Linked DNA regions of Pan troglodytes: region 2 is linked to region 1. Evidence: chromatin contacts called from public HiChIP or PLAC-seq data. All regions are on one chromosome and are shown on one strand. The core of a region is the stretch at or near the end of the contact, and the rest is flanking DNA. Distances in the headings are between cores, read along the strand shown. Region 1 holds the start of IFFO1 (intermediate filament family orphan 1). Region 2 holds the start of P3H3 (prolyl 3-hydroxylase 3).

What was found. HiChIP or PLAC-seq counts read pairs in DNA pulled down with a chosen protein or histone mark.
Region 2: a contact with region 1 is called in an H3K4me3 HiChIP or PLAC-seq map of stem cell-derived excitatory neurons, with 3 times the contacts expected there. The contact joins the promoter of P3H3 here to the promoter of IFFO1 in region 1. A contact is called at or near these places in 1 of 7 Hi-C or Micro-C datasets (stem cell-derived neural progenitor cells) and 1 of 1 datasets of contacts at active chromatin or transcription factors (stem cell-derived excitatory neurons).

What each region holds. Positions count from the first base shown.
Region 1 is chr10:13,736,207-13,741,734 of NHGRI_mPanTro3-v2.0_pri, reverse strand. IFFO1 (intermediate filament family orphan 1) reads left to right here and starts at 2,220. Exons shown (of 9, transcript XM_009424682.5): 1 at 2,220-3,074. The coding sequence starts at 2,302. It overlaps NOP2 (NOP2 nucleolar protein), which reads left to right. Exons shown (of 16, transcript XM_054664005.2): 16 at 690-1,461. The coding sequence ends at 1,339.
Region 2 is chr10:14,007,300-14,012,778 of NHGRI_mPanTro3-v2.0_pri, reverse strand. It overlaps P3H3 (prolyl 3-hydroxylase 3), which reads right to left and starts at 1,999. Exons shown (of 15, transcript XM_016922862.4): 1 at 1,298-1,999; 2 at 224-376. The coding sequence starts at 1,795. GPR162 (G protein-coupled receptor 162) reads right to left here. Exons shown (of 5, transcript XM_016922866.3): 3 at 4,890-5,079; 4 at 4,210-4,367; 5 at 3,142-3,910. The coding sequence ends at 3,359.

The DNA of each region.
Region 1 (5,528 bases), core at 971-3,470:
CTGCACTCCAGCCTGGGTGACAGAGTGAGATTCCATCTCAAAAAACAAAAAAAAACAAAAAAAAAAACCCAAAACCCTGAGATTCACCTCTTCCTTACAGCGTCTTGTTACTTCCTGTCCTCAAGAGGGCGCAGCTTCCTGTAGAAACCTTTTGGCCCAAGGATAGGCAGTGATTTTTTTTTTTTTTTTTTGAGACGGTGTCTTGCTTTGTCGCTCAGGCTGGACTGCAGTGGTGCAATCTCAGCTCATTGCAACCTCCACCTTCCAGGTTCAAGCGATTCTTGTGCCTCAGACTCCCAAGTAGCTAGGATTACAGGTGTGTACCACCATCCCTGGCTAATTTTTGTATTTTTAGTAGAGATGGTTTCATCATGTGGGCTAGGCTGGTCTTGAACTCCTGGCCTCAAGCAATCCACTTGCCTTGGCCTCCCAAAGTGCTGGAATTACAGGTGTGAGCCACCACGCCTGGCCTATAGGCAGTGATCTTTTAATACAAGGTTCAACTAGGACTTGAGTAAAGGCCAAGTTATATTAAGTAATGGGAATTTAGGTAATCTGCTCTTAGGCACTGACCTAATTGTGTGGAGCTCCTGCCCAGGAAATGGCAATTCTCATATTTTAATATGAGAATATTAAAATATGGTGATAAGGCCCATTTTCTGACACCATCTGTTTAATTTTAACCCCAGGAAATTCTGAAACAGCCACACCTACAAATGTAGACTTGCCTCAGGTCATCCCCAAGTCTGAGAACAGCAGCCAGCCAGCCAAGAAAGCCAAGGGGGCTGCAAAGACAAAGCAGCAGCTGCAGAAACAGCAACATCCCAAGAAGGCCTCCTTCCAGAAGCTGAATGGCATCTCCAAAGGGGCAGACTCAGAATTGTCCACTGTACCTTCTGTCACAAAGACCCAAGCTTCCTCCAGCTTCCAGGATAGCAGTCAGCCAGCTGGAAAAGCCGAAGGGATCAGGGAGCCAAAGGTGACTGGGAAGCTAAAGCAACGATCACCTAAATTACAGTCCTCCAAGAAAGTTGCTTTCCTCAAGCAGAATGCCCCTCCCAAGGGCACAGACACACAAACACCGGCTGTGTTATCCCCATCCAAGACTCAGGCCACCCTGAAACCTAAGGACCATCATCAGCCCCTTGGAAGGGCCAAGGGGGTTGAGAAGCAGCAGTTGCCAGAGCAGCCTTTTGAGAAAGCTGCCTTGCAGAAACAGAATGATACCCCCAAGGGGCCTCAGCCTCCTACTGTGTCTCCCATCCGTTCCAGCCGCCTCCCACCAGCAAAGAGGAAGAAATCTCAGTCCAGGGGCAACAGCCAGCTGCTGCTATCTTAGATGGTTGAAAACTAGACGGGTGGCTCACTGCCATTGTCACCAGGTTGGAACTCTTGCCTCTGTGAGGATGCCTTCTCTACTGTGCATACCCATGAAATTTAATACACATTTTAAAACCTCTGGCCACTGAGTATTTTTGAGGGAACTGGGTACTGCCTTTGCTGCTTTAAGGGTAAAGATGGGAAGGTGGGACTGGGATCTTCTGAGGAGAGGGAATGGTTGGGTGCTACTGAGAAATAAGGTCAGTTTTAGGCTCCTGCATCCTTGGGTTTTCCCAGGAAGGGAAAGCCCTGGAGTCAGAGCTAGGGGTGATTGAACTCCGGGGAGAGGAGGGCAATAGAAGTGTAGGGGAAGGCGGGGCACACTAGCTCATGCCTGTAATCCCAGCACTTTCTGGGAGGCCAAGGCGGGTGGATCACCTGAGGTCAGGAGTTCGAGACCAGCCTGGCTAACATGGTGAAACCTCGTCTCTACTAAAAATACAAAAAATCAGCCGGGCGTGGTGGCGGGTGCCTGTAATCCCAGCTACTCGGGACACTGAAGCAGGAGAATCGCTTGAACCTGGGAGGCTGAGGTTGCAGTGAGCCAAGATCGCGCCACTGCACTCCAGCCCGGGCGACAGTGAGACTCGGTCTCAAAAAAAAAAAGTCGTGTAGGGGAGATGGGCTTGCCACCAGAACCCATGGGGTACTGGAGGTCCTGGGCTTTACGCCACCCCGGCTGGAGTCCAGGCGGTGGCTCCCCTCATCACAGCGCTCGGCCTCAGACCCGGAAAGGTCCAGGGTCCGGCCTCCAATTGGAGCCTGTCATTGGCTTCCCCTCGGCCCGCCCCCTGACCTCTGCCCCGCTTCCGAGCCGCCTGATTGGTCGGCTCTGTCCCGCCGGCGCCGCATTGGCTCTTCTGGCTCGCCTTCCATCCCTGCTCCTGCACCGGTCTGCATCTCCCAGCAGAAGGCGCAGCCATGAATCCGTTATTCGGCCCCAACCTCTTCCTCCTGCAGCAGGAGCAGCAGGGCCTGGCCGGGCCACTGGGGGACTCACTGGGAGGCGACCACTTCGCCGGGGGAGGAGACTTGCCCCCGGCGCCTCTCTCGCCGGCCGGCCCTGCTGCCTACTCGCCGCCCGGGCCGGGCCCGGCCCCGCCTGCCGCCATGGCCCTCCGCAATGACCTGGGCTCCAACATCAACGTGCTCAAGACCCTGAACCTCCGGTTCCGCTGCTTCCTGGCCAAGGTGCATGAGCTGGAGCGCCGGAACCGGCTGTTGGAGAAGCAACTGCAGCAAGCGCTGGAGGAGGGTAAGCAGGGCCGGCGGGGCCTGGGTCGTCGCGACCAGGCAGTGCAGACCGGCTTCGTCAGCCCCATCCGGCCCCTGGGGCTGCAGCTGGGCGCCCGGCCGGCCGCTGTCTGCAGCCCTTCGGCGCGCGTGCTGGGCTCGCCCGCGCGCTCCCCGGCCGGCCCCCTCGCGCCCTCCGCGGCCAGCCTCTCGTCGTCCTCCACCTCCACCTCCACCACCTATTCCTCGTCGGCCCGCTTCATGCCCGGCACCATCTGGTCGTTCTCGCACGCCCGCCGGCTCGGGCCGGGACTGGAGCCCACTCTGGTGCAAGGGCCTGGCTTGTCGTGGGTGCACCCGGATGGGGTGGGCGTCCAGATCGACACCATCACGCCCGAGATCCGCGCTCTCTACAACGTGCTGGCCAAAGTGAAGCGGGAGCGGGACGAGTACAAGCGGAGGTAGGGATTGGGAAAGGGGGACAGGTCTCTCTGTGTCATACCACTCACAACGGGCCGCGAGTCGGTGTGGGTTCCGAAGAATCAGGGGTGAAAAGAATGAGAGTAAAGTTTGTGCTGTATAATGAGGAGCTTGGAAGGAATTGGATGCAGGGAGACTAGAATCCGCAGAGAATGCAGAAGCCCTGCTCGTGACAGGAAGAAGGACGCTGGGAGCGGAACACGGGGGGATTCCTACTTTTCCGGCTTGTCTCTGCCATCCAGGCTTAACTGCGGGTTTTGTGCGGTGTGAAAGGGACTGGGGCTCTGTCCTACCGGTCTCAGCCCTGGGGCAGGTTAGGGATATAAACTTCAAAAGTAGGAGGCAAGGATATAGCGTAAATTTGGGAGACTAAGTTGAGTGAAACTGGAAGGGGCTGGTGAGGGAGGGGCTGTACCTTGCAACGAGTGATTCTTTCACAGCCCAAGGTTTCCCAAAGAATATTGATGGAAACCAGGTACCTGCTGTGGTTTCATAGGAAAAGCTCCGGGACCTCAAGCCATTGCTTGAGTAGGTCAACAAACTGGGAAAAGAAAGAGTGAAGGGAATTCACTAGGGTGAGGGTGGAGAGCAGGGCTGATAGGGGAATCTTGGCAGTATAAAGCGCCAGTGGTGGAGGGAGAGTGGAGAGCCAGCAGGGGACTGAGCAGGGAGAAGCTGGGATATGGGCCCTCCCTAGGACCGCGAGGCCGCGGGGCGGGCCCAGTGCATTCTGTGGATGAAGATTTGGCTGTCTGAGAGGAGCCCGGCCCCAAGGGGCAAGGGGAAGGGATGTGATGCCAGGAGTGCTGGCTGTATACCAAGTGGATTCCTTAGATGGCTGATAAGCAAGCCGATAGGACAGGAGTGAGAGCAGAGGTAGTGTCTTGCAGACTCCAACCCAAGCCTTGAGGAGGGAGGGGGTGACTGACAGGCTTTGGTTTGGCGGCCTCCCCTCTCATCTCAGCTATTATGACCCCTTGTGGGCGGGCCTGGGAACTACCTATGCAGCCCAGTGTAGCGGAGATTCAGCACTGGGTGAGGATTGGCCGAATGTTCTAGGAAATGACCGCTGGGTCTGGGGGCGACCTTCAGGGATCTCCACCCTGCTGGAGTTTACCAGATCACAGATCAGCAGGCTTTCTTTTTTTTTTCTTTCCCATAAATGATAATATTTTATTATAGAAAAAGCATCCCAAATACAGGATTTCGTAAACACTGGTAGGTGAACAAGTGCAATTTTAGAAGTAAATGCAAAGTAAAGAGGCAAAACCTACAAGCATTTTGCCTTCAGAAGAAGATGTAGTGTTCTCCTGCACTAGTGATCCCACCCAGAACACAAATGTGGCTCTGTCTCCCGTGAAAGCATCAGATTTGCTTTCTGAGCTCAGTATGCCCATTTCAATAATTGCAAAGTGATGGCAAGAAGTGGCGTTGAACACATGACTACAGACCCTTGACTTAAAATATTGAGACAGGGTCTTTCTCTGTCATCCAGGCTGGAGTGCAGTAGCGTCATCACGGCTCACTGCAGCCTCATCCTCCTGGGCTCAAGCAATCATCCTGCCTCAGCCTCTTGAGTAGCTGGGACTACAGGTGTGCACTACCATGTCCATGCCTGGCTATTTTTTTTTTTTTTTCTTTTTGCGTTGTCCAGGCCAGTCTCAAACTCCTGACCTGATCAGCAGGCTTTCTGAGCTTGAGTCCTGTCCTCGTGCTGGCTTCCTTAGTTGTGGTCCATGTTATGTGTCCTTGGGAGTTTCAGTTGTCCTGAAATCATCATTCTGCCACCCAGAACCAGCCTGCTCTGCCCCTGCAGGAGTTAACTACGCGCTCAGCAGTGGCACAGGCACAGTTCTGGAATACATCCATAACCACAGGAACAACTGCTGTTCTCAGGAGCATTTTTTTTTTTTAAACTGAAGGAGCGTTTGTCCTTGGTCCAGCTGTCCAGGACAGGAAAGAGTTATTCGTTGGGGACTGATTAGCTCATCGCTCTGCAGCACGCTGCTGTGTAGAGAGCCTTAGCTAGATTTGGATGGTACGTGATACTGGCAGTGACTCTTCTTCCTCCCCAGATCCCCTGCCCTCATTCTGGTCTCTTTATAGCAACACTGTAACTCCTGTCTTCTGCCTGGAAGGCCTGGGATGGCTTGAGCGCTAAACTGGGAGGTAGCTAAAGGCCTCCTGCATTCTATTTTCAGCTCCCCTGCCTTGTGTGTGACCTTTTTTTGAGCCCCCATTTTCGCAACATAGGAATAATGGTCCCTGCTTTCTCTCTTCAACCCAGGGATACAGTTTTTTGGAAGAGAGATATTTGGTCCATGCAGAACACATGGAAATCGCTCTCAAATTCTGCCCATGTTAAGGGAACCTTATAAGTGAGACCAGATGGAAATGGAGGTGAAAATGAACCTGTTTGTGTGAAGTCTGGCCAA
Region 2 (5,479 bases), core at 750-3,249, 270 kb before region 1:
GAGAAGAATAAGGGTGGGCCTCAGAATCATAATGTTAGAACATCAGATTTCAGTGATCATCCAGGAAGGAAACGAAGTCCTAGAGAAGGACTCCCAGCCAGGGTCGCTGAGGATCATTACCCCATCTGTATGCTCAAGCAGCACAACGCACAGTTTAGTGAGGCCTGTGTATCCAGCCAGGAAAAGGCTGGTGGCAAGACAGGGGTGGGGCTGGGATTCTCACCCAGTGTGGGGGCGTCTCCAGGTCCCGGAAGCTCTGGGGCCGAACTCCCGACATTCGTCTGTACTTAGCCATGTCCTCCCGCATCTGCAGGTGCATGGGGTTTGCTACAAAGAAGGTGTGTGCTGCCGCAGCTGCCAGATCCAGCTTCTTCAACTGAGGAGGCGAAGGGAGGAGGGCATCAGAGCCCTGGGACGGGGGGCAGACCTCTGCCCCCTGGCCAGCCTCCCCACCCTACCCCAGACACACACTCTGGGTGCCCCAGAGCCTCATGGAAGACTGGCCAATCAGAACCGCCCACCGCCCAAACTGCAGACCCCCTAAGAGGCCAGAACGTTGGGACTCTCAGAAGGCTGGCACCGAGGGAAAGGGGATCTAAAGACGTCGGAGTTGGGTGGGACATGGGTCTCAGGACTTCAGGACCTCAATTTGGGAGACCAGGTGGAAGTGATGGCTTAAGTGAGGTGGGGAAGTGGGGGAGACCTCAGCGACCAGCAAAACCCGCAGGTCTCTAGGACCCTGAGCTGAGGTGAGTACAACCGGCGCCCCGCTTCCCCAGCCACGTAGGCAACTGCTGCGGTACCGGCGGCTGCGGCGTGCTGTCCCCTCCCCGCCCGCAGAGGTCTGGCCTCGGAGGACCCCAACCTGGCCTCCGTCTGCTCCTTCCTTTCCGAAGCTACCTCCTGCCCCAAGCGAAGGTTCACACTCACCACCACCCCCGACACACACACACACCCACGCACACTTCCCGTCCGAGAGCCGGTTTCGCCCCCACCGCCTCCGCTTCATTCCTAGGAAGAGGCGGCCCGGTCCCTCCATCTTCGATCTGCTCCCGTCCCACCTCACGACCTCCCCGCCCCATTCCCATTCTGCTCGCACTCCCCCTCGGCTGCTCCTCTGCGATCTCAAGAGGTCCTCGCGGTCGCTTAGCCAGCTCCTACGCAGAGGCCCGCGGTACGCTCCCCAGCCCCGTCCGGGGCCCGGGCAACAGCATTCCGCCTACTCCTGGGCAACGCAAAGTAGGACAGCGTCGTGGTGAGGGCTGGGACCCTCGGAGCTGCCCGGCCCGCTCCCAACCTGGTAATAGGCCCTCTGCAGGTAGTTGTAGGGCTCCCGACGGCGGAAGGCGTCCCGGAGCGCGCTCCCCACGCGAAGCCGCGCCGCGCCCCCGGGGCCCAGCCTCCGTGCTGCGCACTGGGTCAGGCAGTCTGCGCGGCGGAGCGCTGCACGGAGAAGCTGTCGTTCCCAGGACCCCTGCGTGGGTCCCGGCCCGGAGTCGGGCTCCGGGGCCCCGAGAAGCACGGCGGGGAGCGCGGCGCCCGGATCGGCCGCGCAGCTCGCCCCGCAATCCAGCCGCACCCGGCCCAGCGCCGCCTGGCTCCGCAGCGCCTCCCGCAGCAGCGCCACGGCCGGCGCCCAAGCCCCGGCCGCGTAGGCGCGCAGCCCGTCAGCGTAGAGCAAGTCGGGGGCCTGCGGGGGCGCCCCCGGGGACAGCTGGGTCAGGCCGGGGGGCTCAGGGGACCCCGGGGGAGGCAGCAGCAGCAGTAGCAGCAGCGGCCGGAGGAGCCGGAGCATGATGTCGGAGCCGCCGGCAGCTGAGGGGAAATGCGGGAGCCGAGAGGGAGGGAGAGGAAAGGGGGGAAGGGGGAGGGAGGGGGAGGAAGGAGAGATGGAGAGGCGGAGGGAGAGGGAGAAATAATGAGGGAGGCCAAGAGAGAGAGAGAGAAGATGGGGCTGAGACCCGATGGTGGGAGAGGCCCATGTGAAAAGATGGAGAGAGAAGAGTGCTGAGTGGACAAAGCTGGTCTAGTGTGGAATAAGAGGGAGAAACCGGGAGGAGGAGGGCAAAAGGCGGGAACTGGAGCAGGCCTGGGCATCCATGAAGGATGACTTCAGCCCAAGCGGTGACTTCAGCCCCTGAGGTCTGGAGGTAACTACTGGGGCTGTGTTCCCTCCACACACACGCTTCTGGGTCCAGAAAAAGGAGTGTGGACGCCGATCCCCCCCTCGCCCCCCCCACCCCCCACACACACTCATCCACCCCTGCACTCCCACCCCCTCCACACTCATCCACCCCTGCACTCCCACCCCCCCACACACTCATCCACCCCTGCACTCCCCCCCCACACACTCATCCACCCCTGCACTCCCACCCCCCCAACACACTCATCCACCCCTGCACTCCCCCACACACACACTCATCCACCCCTGCACTCCCCCCAACACACTCATCCACCCCTGCACTCCCCCACACACACACTCATCCACCCCTGCACTCCCACCCCCCCAACACACTCATCCACCCCTGCACTCCCACCCCCCACACTCATCCACCCCTGCACTCCCACCCCCCCCACACACTCATCCACCCCTGCACTCCCCCCCACACACACTCATCCACCCCTGCACTCCCACCCCCCCAACACACTCATCCACCCCTGCACTCCCCCCCACACACACTCATCCACCCCTGCACTCCCACCCCCCCACACACACACACTCATCCACCCCTGCACTCCTTTGGAGAAAGAGCTTTAAAATGCAGCAAGGAGGAGGTGTCCAGCTCCGGGACACTGCGTCAGCCCCAAAACCTTTCCTGCCCATAAAGTAAGCCCCTGCATGGATTTGAGGTTAGAAGGAGAGTTGGGCACTGGGGCTGGAGCCACCCTCTAAAACCACCTCAACAAATCTGAACAGAGATCCTTCATACCCCAACCAACGAAGATGTGTGTCCTCAAGCCCCGCCCCCAGCAGGATATGCTCCTCCCAGCCTTCCCTGTGCGAGGCTGCCTGGTGGAGCATGTGATCATTTCTCCATGTGTCCTTCTGTGCCTCTGTCTGCTGCCCCTGCTCTGTCGTGTCCCCTGTGAGCCACTGCACCCTCCAAGCCCCTTTCCACCGCAGTACACTGGACACTGAGGTTTCCATGGCAACACTTCAGACTTTAATACATATTGCTAGGGGTGATGGAAGCTGAGTAGGGCATCTGGTCACTTGGATGGGAGAGAGCAGGGCCTTCTGAGCCCCAAATCTAGCGCCCGTCTCCCCAGAGTCTGGAGGCAGCTGCCCTACTCTCGGCCAGAATGAGGTGTTACTCACTCAGGCTTTCTCCTCTGAGTTCAGCAGGCCTGCTTGGGCTCACAGGGTCAGCTGGGGAAAGATGGGGTTGCCTGGGCCCCAGGATCCTCCCCAAGCCCTTGCACTTTCTTCACCCCCCGTCAGGGAGCAGCGTCTCCCTGCGCTTAGTCCCAAAGGAAGTCCAACGGCTCTGCTCTCAGGGGACCCAAGGGAGAGTCGGCGGGGTGAGAGGCCCAGTGGCCGGGGCCGACGAGGAGAGTGCCCTGGTGAGGCAGTCGGAGAAGGCAGAGGTGTCTCATCGATGAAGGTGGTGATCTCCTCCCGGAAGAAGCCAGGACCCCGTGGGGGTCCCCCACCTGACCCCAGAACCCCACTCTCCAAGAATTGGCGAAGGCTAGCCAGCCCCCCACCTTCAGCCTCTTCCTCGTCCTTCTCATCCTCCAACCTGTGTCTTTGTCCCAGGTACTCAGGAGGACCCCCGAGGGCCCGGCTCTGGGCCGGGAGGACCCGGATGTCATCAGAGGATGACCACTTGTGCAGGAAGGAGCCTGGTTCCCGAGGGGTAGAGAAGATGTTTGTCTCATCATGGGACAGACGCCGGGATAGGGGGACCTGGGAAGAGGAGCGGGTAAGACCTGAAGGTGCTGCAGGGACAGAGGCAGAGGCAGGAACCAAGTGGGGACTCCGGAAGATGGTGCCACCTTCTTAACCTTCAAAACGTTTGCTCCGGTGGGCAAACCTGGCCCCACGAGGTCTGAAGGGATGCCTCTCTTGCTATAGCTTTCTTTCACCCAGCTCTATGGTGCCCTGAAAGCCAGGGCTAGGGAAGAGGGGATTGGGGTGCATAACAGACACTGGAGAAAAGTGATGAGTGGCACCAAGGGTAGGAGATGTATCCCCCAGTTCCATACCTGTAAGTAGTGGACTCTCTCAAGAGGAGGGAAGAGCATGTGCCTTCCAGGCAGCAGCTTCACCTGGGCGGGGTCCCGGCTCCCTGGTCCTGTGGCTCCGTTAGCATCAAAGCGAACTTTGCAAACTCGGCCCTCTGCATAGTCGTCACAGCCCCCATCTAGGAGAGAAAATGGGCAGAGTGGTTACAGGTAGGGAATGCCTACCGCGGCCTCCCACCACTGCCTTTATAAGCTCCCAGAGACCCCTTTAGTTCCCATTAGCATGTATGTTCCAAGAGGACAGTGAGAGTGGCTAGCATTTGCTGCGTTCAGTGCTAAATCCTGAGTGGAGTGCTTCATACATATAGATGAAGTTATTGAAACAATTGCCTGCACTCCCCCAAGAGCCGTCCCTATAGCTGGGGGGCCTCTCTCGGGAAGCTCAGGTTCCCCGTAGTGCCAGAGCTGGGCAGTGTGGGTTTCTGGAGGGGAGCCTAGGCCCAGTGAAGGGAGCCCTGAGTGCTGCGGGAAGCAGTGAGTGGACAGCAGGGTGCCTGCTTAGGGAAAGGGGAGCCCAGGGTGGTGCAGATTCTGTCCAGTAGGGGGCACTCCAGGGCAGCCCATCCTCTGGCTGAGAAGGAGCGGCAGAAAAGGGAATAGACAGATGTCCAGGAAAGCCAAAGCCCAGCCCCTCCTCTGACCGTCATCTCCATCCTCCTCAGACATGATGGCCACGCATTGCTCCCACACTGTGCGCACGTCGGCGCGGTAGCGCTCGCAGGACCAGATGAAGGAGGGCAGCAGCAGCGTCTGTGCCATGGAGCACCACAGCACAGCCAGCACCATCCAGGGGGGCGCCGAGTCCGACTTGAGGGAGAAGAAGCTCACCACCTGGGGAAGGGTGGGAGCGGGCTGGGTCAGGGCCAGAGCTGAGGAGCCCACCTGAACCCCATATCCTAGTGCAGCTGGTGGGCAAGACGTCAGAAGTAATGCCTGATCCCTGTGCTCCAACAGAGGTGAAGCCGGAGGTGGAGATGGAGTGAACAGAGGGAAGGGACTGACTCAGAGGAAGGTCGGGGAGAGTGCTGGAGACAAAGCCCTGCGGTCAGGAGGGAGAGGAACAGAGGCGGACCAGGAACCGTAGAGACAGACAGGAACCCAGGAACAGTGACTAGATGGGGTGGTGGGGTGAGCCCTGTGGGGTTTCCAGCCAAGAGTGCTCAGAGACCATGTGGCAGCCAGAGGGAAGGAGGGAATGGAGAGTGGAGCCCAGCGGCTGGATGAGAGGTCT